Regions from separate parts of the Anser cygnoides genome. Here region 2 is linked to region 1. The links are chromatin contacts, called in public Hi-C maps. All regions are on one chromosome and are shown on one strand. The core of a region is the stretch at or near the end of the contact, and the rest is flanking DNA. Distances in the headings are between cores, read along the strand shown. Region 1 holds the start of C15H16orf96 (chromosome 15 C16orf96 homolog). Region 2 holds the start of LOC125182346 (nucleoside diphosphate kinase, mitochondrial).

Region 1 (5,219 bases), core at 914-3,413:
ACATGCAGCACATGTACATGCCCAGGTACATACCCGTGGTAATACCCGTACCAACAGAAGTAACACGCGGTCCTGCTGTAGGCCCTACAAAAATTGCTATTTCAAAGAATTTTTAAAACTTATCTTCTTTCAATCTAAGAAATCTATCTTTTATCTCCTATCTATTATTTATCTCCTATCTATTATTATTATTATATCTAGATAAAATCTATCTATTTTATCTCCTGATTAAAGCAAGTACAAGAAATTGAATGTAGAGCTTTACAACAGTACCACAGACAGATGCAGAAGACCCAACTTCATTCTTCTCTTTACCTATGAGCAAAAAAAATGATCTTGGATCTGAGCAGCTACTAGAAGACTGCACATCTCCCTCCAAAACCACTCATACTGGAAGATGTCTGCATCAACCACATCCTTTAAATGCAAGCGTTTATCTTCTAAATTCTAATTTGAAGGAGGAAAAAAGATAAACTTTTACATAATAAAGTTTCTTGGAGCCCTTCTCTCTCCGTGTTAGTGAGCAATACCGGCAATGGGAACACTTCTGCAGATCACAACGCTGCTCCAAGGACCCAGAACCCAACAGAACACATACAGTGTGGGTGTTGGGAACAAGCTCTTGCCTGGCCCCTGGCTGAACGCCCTTTAGCTGCAGGAGAGCATTAGCTGCACTCCCAGCGAGCATCCACCAGTCGTGTTTCATCTCGAAGGAAAGCAGCCACCATGCTTTGCATCACTGTGTGACTTCACATGCAGAAAAGCATGGCTGATTAGGAAAGTGAGCTTCAAAAACATGCTCATAAACTGAAACACGGCACTGCTGGAGACACCTTCCCTCCTGAGACAGGCTCCAGTCAGAACAGGTGCCCGAGGAACTGAAATTCAGACAGACCCACGTAGAACCTGTTGAGGGCACACAACAAGAAACTCCACACAGCCTTCCGTCTTCTTAGGAAGGGCTGAGGCTCAGGAAGAGACGTTCCCTCTCTGTTGACTGTCCCAGATACATCCGTAACAAGATCTTTCGGTACTCAGCATGCGAACACACACCCCCAGCACCTCCCTGACTGCAGCCCTGTGTGGACGCAGCCACCAGAGCCTCACCAGCCGTACAACAGCAGCAAGAGAAGGCTGAGCGTGCTCGCTCTGCTTGGCACCAGTCTCAGGGGAACACCTGGGGCAGTGGTTCCACCATCCCACCCTTGTTACAGCCTCACCCCCCTTCTGCCCTCAGTCCGTGCCACACAGACAGCCTCATACAAGTTCCCAAAGCTGTTGCCTCCCTACCTCCAAGCAGCAATTCCCTCCTCGCACAACGCCTAGGGACAACAGATACATTGCCAAATGCTTCCAGGGATTTCCTGGGGCACGTGGCCATCATTGCAACCTTTAGACAGAGAAGCCTTTGGAAGTTTTCAGCCTACACTTTCCCCACTGACCTGGGTTTGTTTAGTTCCTAAAACGAGTGAACATTATGGACATATAGTATTCACTATACTCACTCGAGTCCCCCCAGGCCTCGACTGCCTACCTCCAATCAAACACTCCAGAAAGCAGAAGGCCCCTGCTGAAAAGAAAGCACTGTTTCAAGCATGTTGGTTGAAAGGGAACAAATAGGAAGATAGCCTGCATATTCACAAAGTGTTTTTTGGCACATTTTACATCCAAATAACTATATTTATAATTTAGACCATTTCTAGTTAAAATCACTGTGCCTGACACCTGGAATATGACAACCCCTGGTACGCTCACCGGTTCTCCCCGGTGCAAGGAGATTGTCTCTGTTCCAGTCCTGCCAAGGGGCACACACCTACACTCGCAGGTACTCGGAGAAGTTTCAGCTTGAGCACGACTCCTGCGGGTGATCTGGAGGATGCCAGCACGAGAGCGCTCATCCCAGCCTGCCCCTTCCCACTCCCTGCGTGGGCCTGGCCGGGGAGCGCTCCCCAGGTCCCCAGGCCCCATCCCTCCCTTTAGCAGCAATCGCAACACCCTGTGCTTCCCATACAGCAACCGAACGCCACCTCAACAGCTCCCGCAGTTTCGCCTCTCTGGTCCCCCTGGGAGGCAGAACCGAGAACTCACTGCTCTGATGGTTAAAGCCTCCCGCTAGGTATGTGCCTTTGCACAACGTTACCCATTAGCTGCAAGGGCTCTCCTCCCTTCACAGGGCTCACGCTGCCAACGTGCTGACAGATAATACCATCCCCATCATCACCGTCGTTGCCATATCTCTTCCTGCTTGTCAAGGGAACCGGGCTTGTTTGGTCTCTAAAATGGGCCCGTCATTCCTGATCACCAAACGGGCAGCTCCAGCCCCGGCTCTCCTCTGCCGAGCAGGGATGGCTGGAAACGCCTGCGTTTATACCGACGCCGGGCTCCCTCCTCTCTGGGGATCCGTCTGGGCACCATCGCAGTGGCCCCCTCGCAGCTGTGCCCTGCTGGCAGCTCACGGCCTCCCTCCCCACAGGCTGGCACGACCTCGGGCTGGGCGCTCGCCTTACAGCGCAAAGCCTTCTCTCCCCCAGCGCACGACTTCGCCTTCCCTGCGATTGAATTTCAGCCCGTGTCCGTCGCACCAGGCCGCCGGTACATGCCGACCCTTCCGTCCCAGCCCACCCCCGCCCTGCCGAGCGCACCGAGCCGAAGCTTTGTAACATCTCCCCGGCGCCCTGCGGCATTTGGCGGCCGCTGAGGACAACGTCGCGGACCGGGGGAAGGAGCGCTGCCAGGCTGCCGGTGGGCTGCCTCCCCCTCTCCCGGCCCGCGTCCCCCCGTGCCCGGGACACGCAGCCCGAGGCCCCGCACCGAGCAGCTAGCCGCTTGTCTCCCCTGTCCGCTTCCTAAGGGCAGACGGCGCCCAGCTCGCCCCGCGTCCCCCCGCTCGGAGCCTCCCCGTGCCCCAGCCCTCAGCACCCCGCCGGGCTTGGGGGGGGCTGCGGCCCCCCGGCCCCGCTCCCCCCCTCCGCGCCCCCGGCTCCCCGGGCCGACCCCGCACGCACCGCTCCCGGCTCCCGGCTCCCGGCTCCGGCGGCTCGGTGCCGGCACCTGCCGGGCGGCGGGGCGGGGCGGCGGCGGGGCGGGCCCGGCCGCGCTGTCAGGGCCCGGCCGAGGCCCGCGGAGCCGCGGGCTGGCGTGGCTGGGCAGGCCGGGCACGGCGCTGCGGGAGCGGGCGGGGAGCGGGGGCCATCGCCCGGCCTCAGCCGGGAGCCGCGCCCGGCGGCCAGGCCGCAGCGGGAGCCCCGCGGTCCCCGGTCGCTTGCCGGGACGGGCCGGGCCGGGCCGGGGCTGGGGCAGAACCCTGGGGCCATCGCCGGGTAACGGGCCTGTGACCTCAGCCCCGGGCGGGCAGCCCCGGGGGCCGGAGGCAGCATGAGCGTCTCGGTCACGCTGGCGGAGCTGGCGGACGTTGCCTTCCGCACGCCCAACAGCGGCAGCGTCAACGCCGGCGCCCTCCACCTCCTCCTGCGCGGCCTCCTGGAGCACCTGCGCCTGCAGGATGCCTCCACGCAGGTCTCGGAGGACGAGAGGGGCCTCCTCGAGCCCGGGGCTGGGGCTGGGGGGAGGCCCCGCGCCCCCCTCCTGCAGGCGGAGGGGCAGCCAGGCTGCCCCGGCGGGTCCCCGGGCACCGCGGAGCTGCCGACCCCCAGGCGGGACGGAGGCAGGCCAGGCACCGACACGTGGCAAACGGCGCAGCTGACCGAGAGGATGGAGGTGATCGAGGAGGGGATGACGAAGGTCAGGAGCCATCCTCGGCGGGGCGCCCGTCTCCAGCGGGGTGCCAGTCACGCTGGGCTGCTGGCACGGTCCTATGCCTTCATCATGCTGCCCTACACGGTGTCCTGCCCTACACAGGGATGTGTCCGTGTGGTGCCTTGCCAATGCAGGGACTTGTCCCTGGGGATTTCTGCTGCCCTAAGACCGGAGAGCCTGGCAAAGTGTAGAGATGTTTCTGGCTCAGCTGCCACCAGCTACACTGTGGGGGTCTCATCAAGGAGCAGTATTTTAACACAGGCACTGGCCAAAGGTAGTTTTGGCCACATTACACTTGTCCCCAGGGCTCCAGCAGAGTAAGCTCTGAGATTTGAGTCTGCTGGGTCCCATCCTGCCCTGACAAGGGTCCCCACAGTTGTGCTTGGGGCCTGGGGTGCCCCAGTGCGTGCAGGGACAGCATCCTGTCTCCTGTCTCTGCCCTGCGACACGGAATGGCTGAACTGCAGATGACAGCAGTGCTGCCTCATGGGCAGGTCAGGATCCCATCCATAGGAGACGTGGCCACGGCACAGGTTCAATTTATTTGGCTGTTAAAGTTCGGATCCTATGTTGGAAACACAGTGTGCGGCATCAGAGCTGTCTCCATCGCTCAAGTTGCATGTGGCAGCACAAGGATGAGTTGTGATAGCTTTGTGCCCTGCCCTGCTTGGAGAAGGGCTGGTGTCCAGGCTGGACTGCGGACATCTCCGAGGCAGCGTGGGGCCAGCCTGCAGTAAACACAACATTTCTTCATCTGTTGTGAGACCTGACAGCCCCAGGCTGGTCCCATCTCATATTTTGTGAGCTCAGCTTTGAGCATAATCCAAGAGCAAAGGGAAAAGGTGGCAGAACTTCGCCAGGGTGAGGCAGCTGGAGCCAGGACACATGTTCACCTTCCCCATCTTTCATCTGAGTTTAGGGGAGCTCCATGGGCATGGCCGCGGGCCAGCCAGATGTGGTCGATGCTGTGGGACTGTGGCCCCTCTGAGATGGAGCCCTGTGTCCCAGAAACACCTCCAGGCCCGGGGCTGTGCTGTGTGCTGCTCAGCCTCCCTTCTCTCCACATCCCCCAAGCCTGCAGGGACCCAGTGGCACCAGCTGAACCCCTCCCTATTCCTCAGGTCACGGACAAGCTACAGGAGATGCTCACCACCAGCTGCTCTCTGAAAACCACCATCGAGGCCTTCCAGGAAGAGCTGCAGCTCCTGAAGGACAATTTCCAGAAGGTGCGTGCATGGAGCTGGGCTGGTGCTGGAGGGCTCTCAGCAGAGGGGTTGTGACAGGGACGAGATCTGGGTCTCGGGCTCCTTCCCACCCCATGGTGGAACTGGGTGATGTGGGTTCTGCCCAGGGGTTGTGGACAGACCCCTTGCCCACAGCCACAGAGCCCCACCATGGCCTGGGCTGGGCGCTGCTGATCCCTGCCTATCACTGCTGATACTGATCCCCACCATTCCCAATCC
Region 2 (5,219 bases), core at 729-3,228, 750 kb before region 1:
TGACCGCCGAAGACGTCCCAGTGCCGTGTCATTGCACCCCAGTGACATCCCGATGCCTCCCAGCGACGTCTCAGTACCACCCGTTGCCACCAAAGCCACCCAGCACTTCTTGGGAACATCTCAGCGCCCTCCAGAGTTTCCCACTAACACCCAGTGACTTCCAGTGCCATCCCAGTGCTGGCCATTGCCACCCCAGTGACATTCAGCATGTCGTGGTGTCATCCTGGTGCCCCCTAGAGCTTCCCTGTGCCATCCCAGTGCCCCATGATGGCCATCGATTGACAAGCGCAGAGCCACACTGGAGGCACTGGGTTTTAATGGGCTGGGGAGGGGGGGGGGGGCGCGTCCTGGCTGGACGTCCCTAGGGCCCGTAGGTGTAGTCCCGGTCGCTGCTCTCCCAGGCCACCAGCTCGTCCCGCTGGAACCAGAAGCCGATCTCCTGCAGCGCCGTCTCCACCGAGTCGCTGGCGTGCACCACGTTCCTGCACAGGGATGGGGACGGGGACGTGGCCGCCGGGGTCCCGCGCCGTCCCCGTCCCCACGCCCCCCCTACCTGCTGACGTGCATGCTGAAGTCCCCTCGGATGGTCCCCGCCGCCGCCTGTGCTGAGTTGGTGTCCCCCACCATGGCCCGCGAGGACCGGACCACGTTGTAGCCCTCCCACACCTGCGGGACAGGGGACGCCTGAGCACCACAGCCCCGGAGAGGCCGGGGGGGGGGGAGGGCTGGCTCCTCACCATGGCCACCAGCGGCCCCGAGGTCATGTAGGAGAGGAGCGCGGGGTAGAAGGGCTTCTGCCGCAGCTGCTGGTAGTGCTTGTCCAGGAGGCCCCGGTCCGCCTGATGGCACCGCGGGGTGACGGCGGGGACACCCGGTGGGTGCCCGCGTTCATCCCCGTGGCGCGGGGTCCCCCGGGGGGCTGCAGCGTAGGGACGGGTACCTGGAGCAGCTTCATGGCCACCAGCTTGAACCCGCGCCGCTCGAAGCGCCGGATGACGTCGCCCACCAGCCGCCGCTGCACCGCGTCCGGCTTCACCAGCACCAGCGTCTGCTCCCGCAGCTCCGGGGGGGCTACGGGGGGCGCGGGGACACTGAACCACGGCCACCCGGCTGCTCCTGCAAACCCAGCCCCGTCCGCGTCTCCGTCCCCAGCACCATCCCCTTTCCCATCCCTGTCACCGTGGGCTCTGCGATGTCCCCCCCACCAGCAGTGCCTGGGCCCCCGCTGGCTGGATGCGGCCGCGGGCCCAAGGGAGGCGCAGCGATGCCGTGAGGAGCGCAGGGGACGCGTCCGGCAGCGCTTGATCCCAGCGTGGGACGGGCTCGCCCTGGTTTCGGCTGGTGGCAGGGCCTGGCCCGGCTGTCACTGCCACCCGCAGCCCCTGCCGGAGCCACGCAGCAGGGGAAGGCGCAGGCAGGAGCAGAGCGAGGAGGGCACAAGTCCCCAGGGGCACCGAGCATCCCGGCGCAGCGAGGCAGGAGCCAGGAAAGGGGATGCGAATCCAAGCAAGGGCGTTCCAGCGCCAGCCCCGGGGTTAGGGGGGGACGCTCCGTGCCTGTCCCCCCAGGGCAGAGCAGGACAGCCCCGACCTGGCCCTGGGGACACCGAACCCCGGGGTGGCACCGGGGGAGCCGCCGCCGGCCCCGGCCTCAGCGTCCGGGGGTCGGGGTCAGGAGCCCCCAGCACCGACCCGGGGGCACCGGGAGGGGACGGGCAGCGGGGCCGGGGATGGGGACAGGGTCCCCGGGGCAGGGTGGGGAAGGGACGGAGGGAAGGCCGGGGCTGGGGGCCCTGGGGCAGGCCGGGGCCGGGTCTCACCGGAGCCGTAGCGGCGGGGCGGCCCGAGGGGGCGGCCGAGGCCGGGCTGCCGCCGCAGCAGGCCCCGGGCCAGGCAGCGCCCCAGGGAGCCCATGGCCGGGGCGGGCGGCTCGGAGTCGGCCTCGGCCGCCCGGGTGGAGGCTTTAAACGCCCGGCCGGGGCCGGCTCGGCCCTCCCGGCCCTCCCCTTAAAGAGGCCGCAGGGGGGGGCCCGGCCCGGGCTCAGCAAAGCTGCCACGGGATGGGGCAGGGCCTCCCCCCAGGCAAACAGGGCGATGGCCAGCGCTCGCCCAACAGCACCTTCGCTGACCAGAAGCTGCTGCCAGCCCTGCAAAGAGGGGTTTTGGGGGGGGGAAGCCTGCTCCCCGGCACCTACCTGGCACAGAGGGTGATGGTACAGAGGAAGGAGGTGCTTTGGGTAAGGTTAACGCAGATACACGCAGACATTTACTGGGATATTTACTCAGTGAGTGCCCAACACCCAGGGCCAGGTGCTCCCCTGCCACCCCACGTAGCCCAGTGCGTTGGTGTCCTCCTGCTCCTCACCCTGGGGAAGGGGGGCAATGAGGCATCGCACCCGGCTGCCAACCCCACGGCCCGCTGCCTTTGGGACACACGGGGACAGCAGCAGCTCCTCAGCACCTGGGTGAGCCAGGGCCAGCTGTAGTGGAGCGGGGGGACAGGGGATCCACCGCCCACTGCCCCCACGCTGGGGAAGAGCCCAGGAACTTCAACCCCAGGGCACTGCTAGAGGCAAGGCAGGGGGCATTTTTGCCTTTGTCTATGGACCTGGGTGGAAGTTAGACTAAGCACTGAAGGTGACCAGCAAAGGAGAATCAGTTTTTAGTGCAGCGGCTCGCAGGTTCCAACCTGGGCTTTGGCCCCCTTCCAGCTGCTGCCCTTGATCAGTTGCCCAGCCAGGGAAAAACACGCACTTTCACCCTCTGTCAGCAAACAGCCACGATCAACCAAAGGTTTTGCAAGAAAGAATCACCAGCCCAGAGCACCGTGCTGGGAGCGAAGCCCCGGCTGCCCCTTCCCGCCCCAGCCCCAGCTTGCAGCAGGGACCTACAGGGACTGCAGGAACACCTGAACCCAGACAGCTCCAGCAGGACAGACAGAATCCGCATCCGTGCCCTCCCCCCCATTTCTCCACAAGAGGGCTTTCAGTAGCAGTGAGAGGATGCAAGAGACCTCTCTGGTACTGTAGCAGGACTGCAGTCCCCACGTTAACCTCACCGGGCTGCTCTTCACACCCCCCTGAGGACCTCCACAGACAGTTCACAGGCCCCAGGTACAGGGCCTGGGGGCACACAGCCCCAAGGGGGTGGGACTCTGGTTCACCTGCATCTTTCCAACCGCTCACTGCCGGGTACAAAGCCCACAAACAAACCAGTCCCAGTGCAGGCAGCCTGGACACACGTCTCTAACTGTACACAGGTTATCCAAACATCATCTCCCAACAGCGAACGTGTGCATTGCAAAATGTTTTTTAACAAAACTAAAGGAACTGTGGAGCGAGTGCTCCCTATGCTTCATCTCCCCCCCCCGAGACCTTCCGGCTGCCCACACGCAGCCATCTCACTTCCTGTCCACGTCTGTGAACATTTTGGGGAGAACGCACACTAATCTGAACAACTGCCCCAGGCTTGCACAAGGACGGGAGCTATTCCCCCCACGCAGCCCTTGCTGAACCTGCCCTTGGAGCTGCAAAGAAAATACAGCAGAGGAGTAAAACCATTTTAATGCTCCGCTCTAGCTACCTGATGAGAGAACTGCAGGGACAAATGGCTCCCAGCTGCATGATCAGAGACTTCACGAGCCCCACAAAATCCAGTCCAGTTTGAATGGGGACTGGGATTTTAGCTTTATGCTCCAGTGCCAGCGTCAGGTCACTGGCCAGCGGCTGGCCTTCAGCTCAGGTGTCCTGCAACGCAACTCTGCTGGCATTGGGAGATTTTCTTCCTGCGGGCAGCTCTTGATCAACATGGACAAGGGACTGCCGAAGGGAACCAATCACCACAACGGGTAACAGAAAACAGGGAACATCGGCAGTAGGTAAAATGGGAGTGGAGAAAGGTCACGCTGCTCTGCACCAGTTCGGCACTGCATCTCTCAAGAGCAGCTAGACCACTCGCAGAACAGACTGCGCACGGAGCTTGTGTGAGGCATTTCTGCGAAGCGGGCAGGATGGGCAGTGCAGGCAGCTGCTGCCTGTCCTCTGGCTCCACTGCAGATCCCTGCCTGCAGCATGAAACACGCCTTGCTGCAAAACGGCTTGGTGGCAGGCCTGCGTGGAAACTAAAATAAATTAGAAGTTACTTAAAACAACAAAGTAAGCACTTTATTTCCATTAAGCATGTTGTTTTAGTATCACAATGGAATGATGAGAAAACGTTTAAAAAAAACAAAATGTCTCTAATCCCCACAAACAGCAGGGAGGTTTTCAAGGCAATTTAAAAAACAAAGGGAGTGACAGAAGTGCCAAAACAGTCCCAACATCACAAGTCTCCTCCTCCGAGAGCTGGGCAGGGGCAGGAAGGTGGAATGACACGAAGGTACGAATGTCTGAAGTAGTCTTTGGCGCTTCTGCCTCATGATTGATACGCACAAGATCTCTCAAGACAACTCCACAGATATCTCCAGACGCAACAAAGTGCTACGTTAGTCGAACAAAACCCGGGCGAGAGGACTCTCCATACAGCTGAGATGCCCTGCGGTTGGGCGTTAAGACACATCCTGCAGACAGTGCTGACTCCAGCTGGGGGCCTTCGGGCTGGGAGGGAAGAAGGAAGCGTGGTGCATGAATCCGAGAAGATGTGCCCACCTGCAAGACACCGTGTCCTGCAGTACTGACAAAACCAGGGAGGAGAGAAGGTGGTGGCAAAACGAAACATGGATCCGTTCCCTACAGTGATCAAAACACGAGTCCAGTGCAGTAACTATAGTTTCACAGTTCCAGGGGGCAAACTGTCATTGCAGAGTCTGTAGTAGCGCAGGTCATTCACCAGTCTGTGCACATTCTGGGTAAACGATGGCAGATCCTGGAAGAGATCAAACAGCACGTTGTACTGCAACAACAACAGTACCTGCGGGCACTGTAAGACAGCAGAGAACAGAAAGGCACTGGGAGGGCCAAACACCCACGTGTATTTTCATACATGAGATTAACAGACTATTTCCTCCAGTGTCTGAGCCCAGGAAACCTGAGTTTCTGCAGCCTACGTACAGGGAACAGAGACTGCTCCGGGGTTGCTCCAGAGAGCTGACTGCAGAGAACCAGGCTCCGTTCGTGGCACGGGCTCCTCGCTGTGCACTCAGGCACAACACGAACAGTCACGACACCGCCATCTGCAGCGGCAACTGTTCTGTGCGCTCCTGCCAAGGTTCCTGTGTCCCGC

The links. A called contact is a pair of places that touch in the nucleus more often than the background predicts.
Region 2: a Hi-C map of liver shows a contact between it and region 1, with 2.7 times the contacts expected there. The contact joins the promoter of LOC125182346 here to the promoter of C15H16orf96 in region 1. A contact is called at or near these places in 2 of 7 Hi-C or Micro-C datasets (both in liver).

Annotation. Positions count from the first base shown.
Region 1 is chr15:11,641,661-11,646,879 of Taihu_goose_T2T_genome, reverse strand. It overlaps C15H16orf96 (chromosome 15 C16orf96 homolog), which reads left to right and starts at 2,163. Exons shown (of 15, transcript XM_066977619.1): 1 at 2,163-2,592; 2 at 4,878-4,982. The coding sequence starts at 4,899. CDIP1 (cell death inducing p53 target 1) reads right to left here and starts at 3,142. Exons shown (of 6, transcript XM_066977625.1): 1 at 3,006-3,142.
Region 2 is chr15:12,391,682-12,396,900 of Taihu_goose_T2T_genome, reverse strand. LOC125182346 (nucleoside diphosphate kinase, mitochondrial) reads right to left here and starts at 1,978. Exons shown (of 5, transcript XM_048060142.2): 1 at 1,820-1,978; 2 at 941-1,071; 3 at 738-839; 4 at 554-666; 5 at 299-482. The coding sequence starts at 1,913. The coding sequence ends at 362. XPO6 (exportin 6) reads right to left here. Exons shown (of 25, transcript XM_066977579.1): 25 at 4,141-4,862. The coding sequence ends at 4,761.